Linked DNA regions of Sus scrofa: region 1 is linked to region 2. A link is a contact called in public Hi-C data. All regions are on one chromosome and are shown on one strand. Each heading gives the region's core, a stretch centred on a gene start, on an enhancer-like site or on the middle of the called end of the contact. The rest is flanking DNA. Distances are from core to core; before and after follow the strand shown.

The links. Hi-C and Micro-C count contacts between places; a contact is called where the count stands out from the background.
Region 1: a Hi-C map of skeletal muscle shows a contact between it and region 2, with 5 times the contacts expected there. The contact joins the promoter of PEX11B here to the promoter of LOC110255273 in region 2. A contact is called at or near these places in 1 of 5 promoter capture datasets (fetal liver), 3 of 47 Hi-C or Micro-C datasets (embryonic fibroblasts, liver and skeletal muscle) and 1 of 2 datasets of contacts at active chromatin or transcription factors (alveolar macrophages).

The regions. Positions count from the first base shown.
Region 1 is chr4:99,414,134-99,417,932 of Sscrofa11.1, forward strand. It overlaps PEX11B (peroxisomal membrane protein 11B), which reads left to right and starts at 1,270. Exons shown (of 4, transcript XM_001927969.4): 1 at 1,270-1,376; 2 at 2,167-2,282; 3 at 3,250-3,451. The coding sequence starts at 1,321. It overlaps GNRHR2 (gonadotropin-releasing hormone (type 2) receptor 2), which reads right to left and starts at 715. Exons shown (of 3, transcript NM_001001639.2): 1 at 186-715. The coding sequence starts at 695.
Region 2 is chr4:99,215,421-99,219,251 of Sscrofa11.1, forward strand. LOC110255273 (histone H2B type 2-F) reads left to right here and starts at 1,317. Exons shown (of 1, transcript XM_021089927.1): 1 at 1,317-3,831. The coding sequence starts at 2,455. The coding sequence ends at 2,835.

The DNA.
Region 1 (3,799 bases), core at 20-2,519, 200 kb after region 2:
AGTAAAAATAAAGGCTTGTAGCAGAAAATACAAATTAATGATCTTAACTTGCGGAAGAGATAGCAGAGTCTCTCCGTTGAGGATTAATGGTGACCACGGCCAAGCACGCTCCTTGAATCTGAAGGCTCATGTGGTGCACCCAAATTCTTGTCCGGTGTAGCCCTGAGTCCCGACAAGTTACTCACCTGAGGCAAGGCAAGAAGGAAACTGAGTAGCCAGGCTGCCCCCAGAAGTTTCCTTCCAGCTGAGCGGGGTCCAAGCGGGTGTAGTACGGCTGCCTGGCGGTCGAGCCCAATGACCACAGGCAGGAAAGCTGCGGCATACATGGCCATTAGTTTCAGGAACATGAGTGTTCGACATGCGATGTCCCCGGCCAGCCACTGAACAGTGATATTCCAGGAGGCATCTAGGGGCATAACCACAAAAGTAACCAGTAAATCGGCAGCTGCTAAATGAGCAAAAAGTCGTCGTACCGGAGAGGGGCGGAGCTGGCTGGGTTGCGGCCGTGTCACCGACCACAGTACGGCCAGGTTTCCTCCAGCCGAAGAAACAAATAGCACAACGGTCACTCCAACCCGGACCTTAGCTGCAACTGAGAAGGTGGGTAGCTCTGAGCTCTCCACCTCTACTCCTGATCCCGCCCAGACCTCTTCCCCCACTGCTGACCCCAAAGGGGTGCCATTGCCTGCAGACATGGTGACATGGAAGGGAAAGGGATGGGGGGATGAAGTGTGGGTTTGAAGAGGTTAGCTGAATCCACTCATTCTTCTTTCCTTTTCAGGATCTGGAGTTGGTTATTTCGCGAACTTAGTCCACTAAAGCCTCTGAATCTGGAGATTCTCCGTATGTATTCTGGAGGTCATCGGTCCAAGTGTTAGAATCCTGCAGGGAACAGGGATCTGGTGCTGGCTTTTACTTCCACAGACTTCTCAAGCCCCTAGGGCATCCTAAATTAGGGGAAACCTTATCCTAGCGGCCGCGGCAAGAGCACTGCGGCACCTTCTCGCTCCGCCCCCCATCCTGCAAGCCCCGCCCTTGGCCTCGAATGTTTAAAGAAGAATGTGCCTCTGGAGGCGTACTTAGGAAATAGAGATCAGCTGATAAGAAGGCGAGCTAACGGAGGCACCCACAAAAACACGCAGGTGTAGGCCCAGAGACAAGTGCTTCTAGTTCCGAAACTCCGCTTCTGTGGCTGGCTCCGTTCAAATTTCTTTTTGACGATGTTTGTCCCTTGCGCGACACCGTTGGGCCGTCCGGTAGGCGTGACTAGGGGCGGGAAGTGGGCGGGGGTGGGGCTGCGGAGCCGGGGCCGCCGCTGTCATGGACGCCTGGGTCCGCTTCAGCGCTCAGAGCCAGGCCCGGGAGCGGCTGTGTAGGTGCGGCCCGAACAGGAATGGGGGAGGGCGGGCAGAGGAAGGTCCTCGTGAAGCGAGGACAGTTCACACTACGGGGGTCAAAAAGGGTCATCTTGGGCTACGGGGGCCCGGACGGACCGCGAGGGGTTGATTTGAACCAGCCGTGAGGCCGTGATTCGTTTTTGCTCACGGGAAAGATGGGAAAACTGAGGCACGAGTGGGCCAGCGGGGAGGTCGCTCAGGGATGCGCGTTCACATGAGACTAATACTTCCCTCGCCGGGTGGTGGTGGCGTGAGGAGCATCCGCCCCGTGGTTGATAGCGACCTGAACTCTGTCCCCAGAGCTGACCAGTCGCTCCGAAGTTTCCGTGTCCCCTCATCCTACTGACCCGCGAACTCTTCTGCCTCCGTCCTGCCTTCTAGTCTCGATTCCCCTCAAGAGCCTTGGAAATCTCTCAGTTCACCTTTCTGAAGAATTTCCCCTCCAGCTATCCCCCACTCCCTCACGTGGACACACACATGTTCACACTAGAAGTGCTTGTGATGGACGCCTTGCCACCTTGTCCTCTTCGGGCCTCATGTAGTCAAATCTCTTATTTTCTCAATTCTAAGTAGTGCTACCCAAACTCTTCGAGGCTCCTTTTTATCCTTATGCCTTTCTTTTCCCCTGCCTGGAGATAGAGCTTGAGGAGGAAAGGGAGTAGTCTCAAATTGGAAAAAGGGGGAATCCAGACTTGCCTTTAGGAGGACGTTTTTGAGGGGGAGATTAGGGAGGTCTCCACCTTACATTACCGCTCACTCTCTCCTCCAGGGCCGCCCAATATGCTTGCTCCCTTCTTGGCCATGCCCTACAGAAACATGGGGCCAGTCCTGAGTTACAGAAACAGATTCGACAGCTGGAGGGTCATCTGAGCCTAGGAAGAAAGCGTAAGTAACCATGCCTCTTGGAGTTCCCTGGTGGCGTGGTGGTTAAGGGTTCTGCTTTGTCATTTCAGTGGTGCAGGTTCAGTCCCTGGCCCAGGGACCTCTCCATCCTCCTGGGCAGCTTAAAAATAGAAAAAGAAACAAAAAAAGCTGTTCCTGTCCTTTCATTATTTTATTTCTTTTTTTTCTTTTTTTTTTTTTTTTGCCTTTTTGCCATTTCTTGGGCTGCTCCCAGGCTGGGGGTCCAATCGGAGCTGTAGCTGCCAGCCTACGCCAGAGCCACAGCAACGCGGGAGCCGAGCTGCGTCTGCAACCTACACCACAGCTCATGGCAACGCCAGATCGTCAACCCACTGAGCAAGGGCAGGGACCAAACCCGCAACCTCATGGTTCCTAGTCGTATGCGCCAACCACTGCGCCATGACGGGAACTCCATGCCTTTTCATTATTTTAACACTTCCTCCCTCCCCAGCTATTCTTCCTTTGTTCTGCCCTGTTTTTTGGGGTGTTTTGTTTTTGTTTTGCATGTGGAATTTCCTGGGCCAGGGATCGAACCCACGCCACAGCAGTGAACAGAGCCACTGCAGTGACAACTCTAGATCCTTGACCCTCTTAACCGCAAGAGAACTTCCTTCCTGTTTTTGACCTTTTCTTCCAATTGTCCCTCATTTGCCCTTGCACTTATCTTCTGCATGTCTCCTGAGTAAGATAAAAGAGCAGGGGTAAGAGTAATGAAGGATTGGAGAGAACAGGGCAAATTTGAGAAAACTAGTGCCACAGAAATTAATTAAAACTTGTAAAAAAGAATGAACTGTTTCCGCTTTTCTTTTAAATTGTTATTATTGTTTCTATCACTTGCTCGACTTTCACTTTCTTTCTTTCTTTCTTTCTTTCTTTCTTTCTTTCTGTCTCACTCTCTGTTTGCCTCTCTCCTCCCAAATTTTTGCTTTTCCTTTCTAATCCCCACAAGTTCTACGCCTCGGTAACTCAGCAGATGCCCTTGAGTCAGCCAAACGAGCTGTGCATCTATCAGATGTTGTCCTGAGATTCTGCATCACTGTTAGTCACCTTAATAGAGCTTTGTACTTCGCCTGCGATAATGTCCTGTGGGCCGGAAAGTCTGGACTTGTTCCCCGTGTGGATCAGGAGAAGTGGGCCCAGCGTTCATTCAGGTTTGATATGCTTTTGTCCTGCAAGACTTTTTATATTCTCCATACTGTATAGCCCACCATTCATGAGAGAACAATCTATCCCAGCACATATACATCTTAATCACTTAATCTTTCATTTAGATCTTAAACCATCAGAGAATCATGAATGGGAGCAGATGGAAGACAGATGCTCTCTCATGATGGGTGACTAAGATTGGGCAAAATGAGATATTAATAATATTACTTTAATTTGGCTTCTATCTGTAAAACAGTTTATGTCCCTCACTGCCTGCTAATTCATTCATTCTAAAAATATTTAGTAGCTGCTTACTGTGAGCCAGGGAATAATAAAGCAAAGAGTCAAATAGG
Region 2 (3,831 bases), core at 67-2,566:
ACCTTACATAACTGTGGTATTATTACATGCAATTTTCCCAAGCAATTCTTCAAAGCATATGAAATAACTAAAAGGAAAAAGATCTTCAATTTCCTTATAAAGAATAGAAAAGATAAGAAATGTTAAGAATTAGAAAACACTTTATAGAAGAAAATATGCTAGCAACTCAGTAATCAACAAATAATTTATTTGTTTTGACACTTTATTTGAACTTTTAATCTGACTGATAGGCAACTTGACTTTAAAACTATTCACCAGTGTAAAGGAGAAACTAATATTTCTGGTCTTGTGTTCCCTTTAATGCAGCAGGTTAAGGATCTGGTGGTGTCACTGCAGTGGCTGGGGGATCTCATGGCCAAATAAATAAATAAATATTTCTGATCTTACTTTCCCTTACTTAGAAGCGTTTCCTCTATAGGACCTAATTAGCCATTGATGGATTGAGAAGGAGGAAACCGCCTTCCAGGGGAAAATGACAAAAGAAAGGCGGAGAGCTCTACTCTGTAAATTGGTACTGGCCAGCACACAACTTTGGCGAAGTTCTGAATCAGGTAAACGTAAAGTTAAATATGTTTTCTTCAATTGAATATTGTTTTGTCGAACCGCAGTCATAATGTAATACATCTAGTGCGCTTAGCTCAGTGTCAGGAGCTAAATAAATGTTAACTATGGGAGAAGAAATGGAAATGCGGCTGAAACCTAGGGCATGCGTGTATTTCAAAGGAATCGATTAAAATATAAATCCCAAATGTGCAAAAACACTTTATAAGTTGCTGTTTTAAAAGTTACAGCAATTTCAAGAAATGGCCTAAAAAAGAAAATATCTGTGATCGATAAGGTTATAGAAAAGTACGGAGGTAATAAGGAGATTAGCATAACAAGCTTTGCCCAGGATTGAATTCTAGCCAATGAGATAAGAATTCCGGAAATTCCTTATTTTTCTGGCCCAATCAAGATGAGGCTATGTCTATAAATAGGACTGCCTCAGGGTAGGTAAATGAAACCAGTGAGATATTATGGCGCGTACTAAACAGACCGCCCGCAAATCGACCGGGGGCAAGGCCCCGCGGAAGCAGCTGGCCACCAAGGCGGCCCGCAAGAGCGCGCCGGCCACCGGCGGCGTGAAGAAGCCCCACCGCTACCGGCCGGGCACCGTGGCCCTGCGGGAGATCCGGCGCTACCAGAAGTCGACCGAGCTGCTGATCCGCAAGCTGCCCTTCCAGCGCCTGGTGCGCGAGATCGCGCAGGACTTCAAGACGGACCTGCGCTTCCAGAGCTCGGCCGTGATGGCGCTGCAGGAGGCGAGCGAGGCCTACCTGGTGGGGCTGTTTGAAGACACGAACCTGTGTGCCATCCACGCCAAGCGCGTGACCATCATGCCCAAAGACATCCAGCTGGCCCGCCGCATCCGCGGGGAGCGGGCTTAAGGCATTTTTTTTTTACGTAGACTATCTTAAAGGCTCTTTTCAGAGCCACTCACCTTTTCAAAAGGAGCAGTTGTACCACCTCTCAGCCATGTCGGTGGGCTCGTTATGCACAGGTGTTAAGGGTAAAGGGGATCAAGTAATCTTGTATGTGTTGGTGAGGTTACAGAATTAAAGCCGACAGACGCCAGAGGGAGCATCAGGCAAAATCTAGGTCGTCATGGCCAAGTGCTGACGTGATTTCTGAAGTCCAGAGGGCTAAGCTTGCTGCTTACGTGGGAAAACTGCAAGAGGATAGTCTGCTCTACGCAGTTTTTGCTTTATTTTTTTGGAACGCCTTTCAAGCTGCTAGTTAAAAATGTTAGCACAAGTTTGAATACAGAAATTGACAGTAGAAGGCCGGTATTATAACTGGGGGGATCTGGGATCTGGGTTTTCAGATCGACAGCAGTTCTAGGTCTAGGCTGGATGTCAAACACCCGGTAGTTTCCTGGCGTTTCAACTGATAAAAAAGGGCAAGAGACAGTGCTGAGTCCCGAGGTGTCTTCCTCACTGCGTTAAGACAGGAGGCGCAAAAGGTAAAAATAAATATTTAAGTGGGCTGAGGTTTGGTTGCAAAAATCAAAATCAGACTTCCACAAGTGGTATAGCGGAGTAATACGATGCAAAAATAAAATTTAACTTTCCCTTAGCTGGCGCTTCAGATCTCTACGTATACAAGTCAACCAGTAAAAGTTAAAATCAACAAAACAGGTGAAACTACACTTTACATATTTACTGGTTAGTGTGAAATAGAACATTTTGATTGGTTAACAAGACTTTTGTTCTAAGGACCACTAAGGAAGCGAGACCGAACCTTATTTACATGGACTCCACCCTTCTATGACGGCACTGTTGGATATTAACCAATAAACACGCAGTACTGAGTTAGTCTTCATTTGCATACAGGCTCTATAAGTAGCGCGTAACCGACCAGCTTGGATGTAGTCAGCATCATTTTTGTGGGCGCGTGGGCTTTCTTCGTGCAGAAATGCCGGATCCAGCAAAATCTGCTCCTGCTCCTAAAAAAGGGTCTAAAAAGGCTGTAACAAAAGTGCAGAAGAAGGATGGCAAAAAGCGCAAGCGAAGCCGCAAGGAAAGTTACTCTGTGTATGTATACAAAGTGCTGAAACAGGTTCATCCAGACACCGGCATCTCGTCCAAGGCCATGGGCATCATGAACTCCTTCGTCAACGACATCTTCGAGCGCATCGCGGGCGAAGCGTCCCGCCTGGCTCATTACAACAAGCGCTCGACCATCACGTCCCGGGAGATCCAGACGGCCGTGCGCCTGCTGCTGCCCGGCGAGCTGGCCAAGCACGCCGTGTCCGAGGGCACCAAGGCGGTCACTAAGTACACCAGTTCCAAGTAAGGGTGCTCAAGGGACGAAATAGAACATCTACCTTACCCCAAAGGCTCTTTTCAGAGCCACATAACTTATCAGAGAAAGTGGCTGTAAGCACTTGGTTAGAAGGTTGGTCAGATAGTGATCTCGAGTGCATGTGCATTTTTTGGGATTTGGAGTTGAGAGGGAGGTGAAGATGGTCTTTGCTTTTAAAATTGGGATCTTCCTATGAGGCTCGAGGTGCCACCTAGTGGCAGACATCACCTTGCTAGTAACAAATGATTAGTCACCAGGGTGGTCCCTATCTAGTCCTCAGTGGGAGCTTTAAGTAGAGAGCTGGCCGGGCTTTCCTCTTACCACTTCATCCCTTTGTCCCTAAATGTCTCAAGTCCTTTGTTGAGTAGTAAACAAGCTGGGATTTATTTTATCCTATCACACAGAGTCCTCAATTAACTAGTCCCAGCTACTAAGGTTTTACTCAGTTTTCAATACACACCTTTCAAACTTTCTCCTATATAGCCACATGCTTTAGTATGCAAGTTGGCCTACCTGTAAATCTCAACATAGCCATCCTTCCCTAACTTCCTTCTAGCCCAGTGACCCTCAGCCAGATAGACTTTGCCCCTCCACCCCATGGAACATTTGGTAATATCTGAAGACATTTTTGTTGCCACTTAGGGGGAGGGGTGCTACTGGCATCTAGCTGGGGATACTTTAAACATCTTGTAATGCACAGGACAGCCCCCACAACCAAGAATTATCTGGTCCATAATGTTGACTCTTGTAAAAAGGTCGAGAGACCAGTGCTCAGAGTTCCCTTCCTTCAAGATTTTTTTTTTTTTTTCCTTTGAGGATTTAATCCTCACTTAGGTTAAACTTTTCCCCAGCCCTAGGCAGCCACTGTTACTGCTCTTGGTGAAAGCTAAGCAGCACATAGGTCCTGTGATTGTTTACACGCCACAAGAAAATTACCAGGGCCATGGCTATCATGAAGCTTGTCTTGGTTCTGTAACAAAGTTTCCT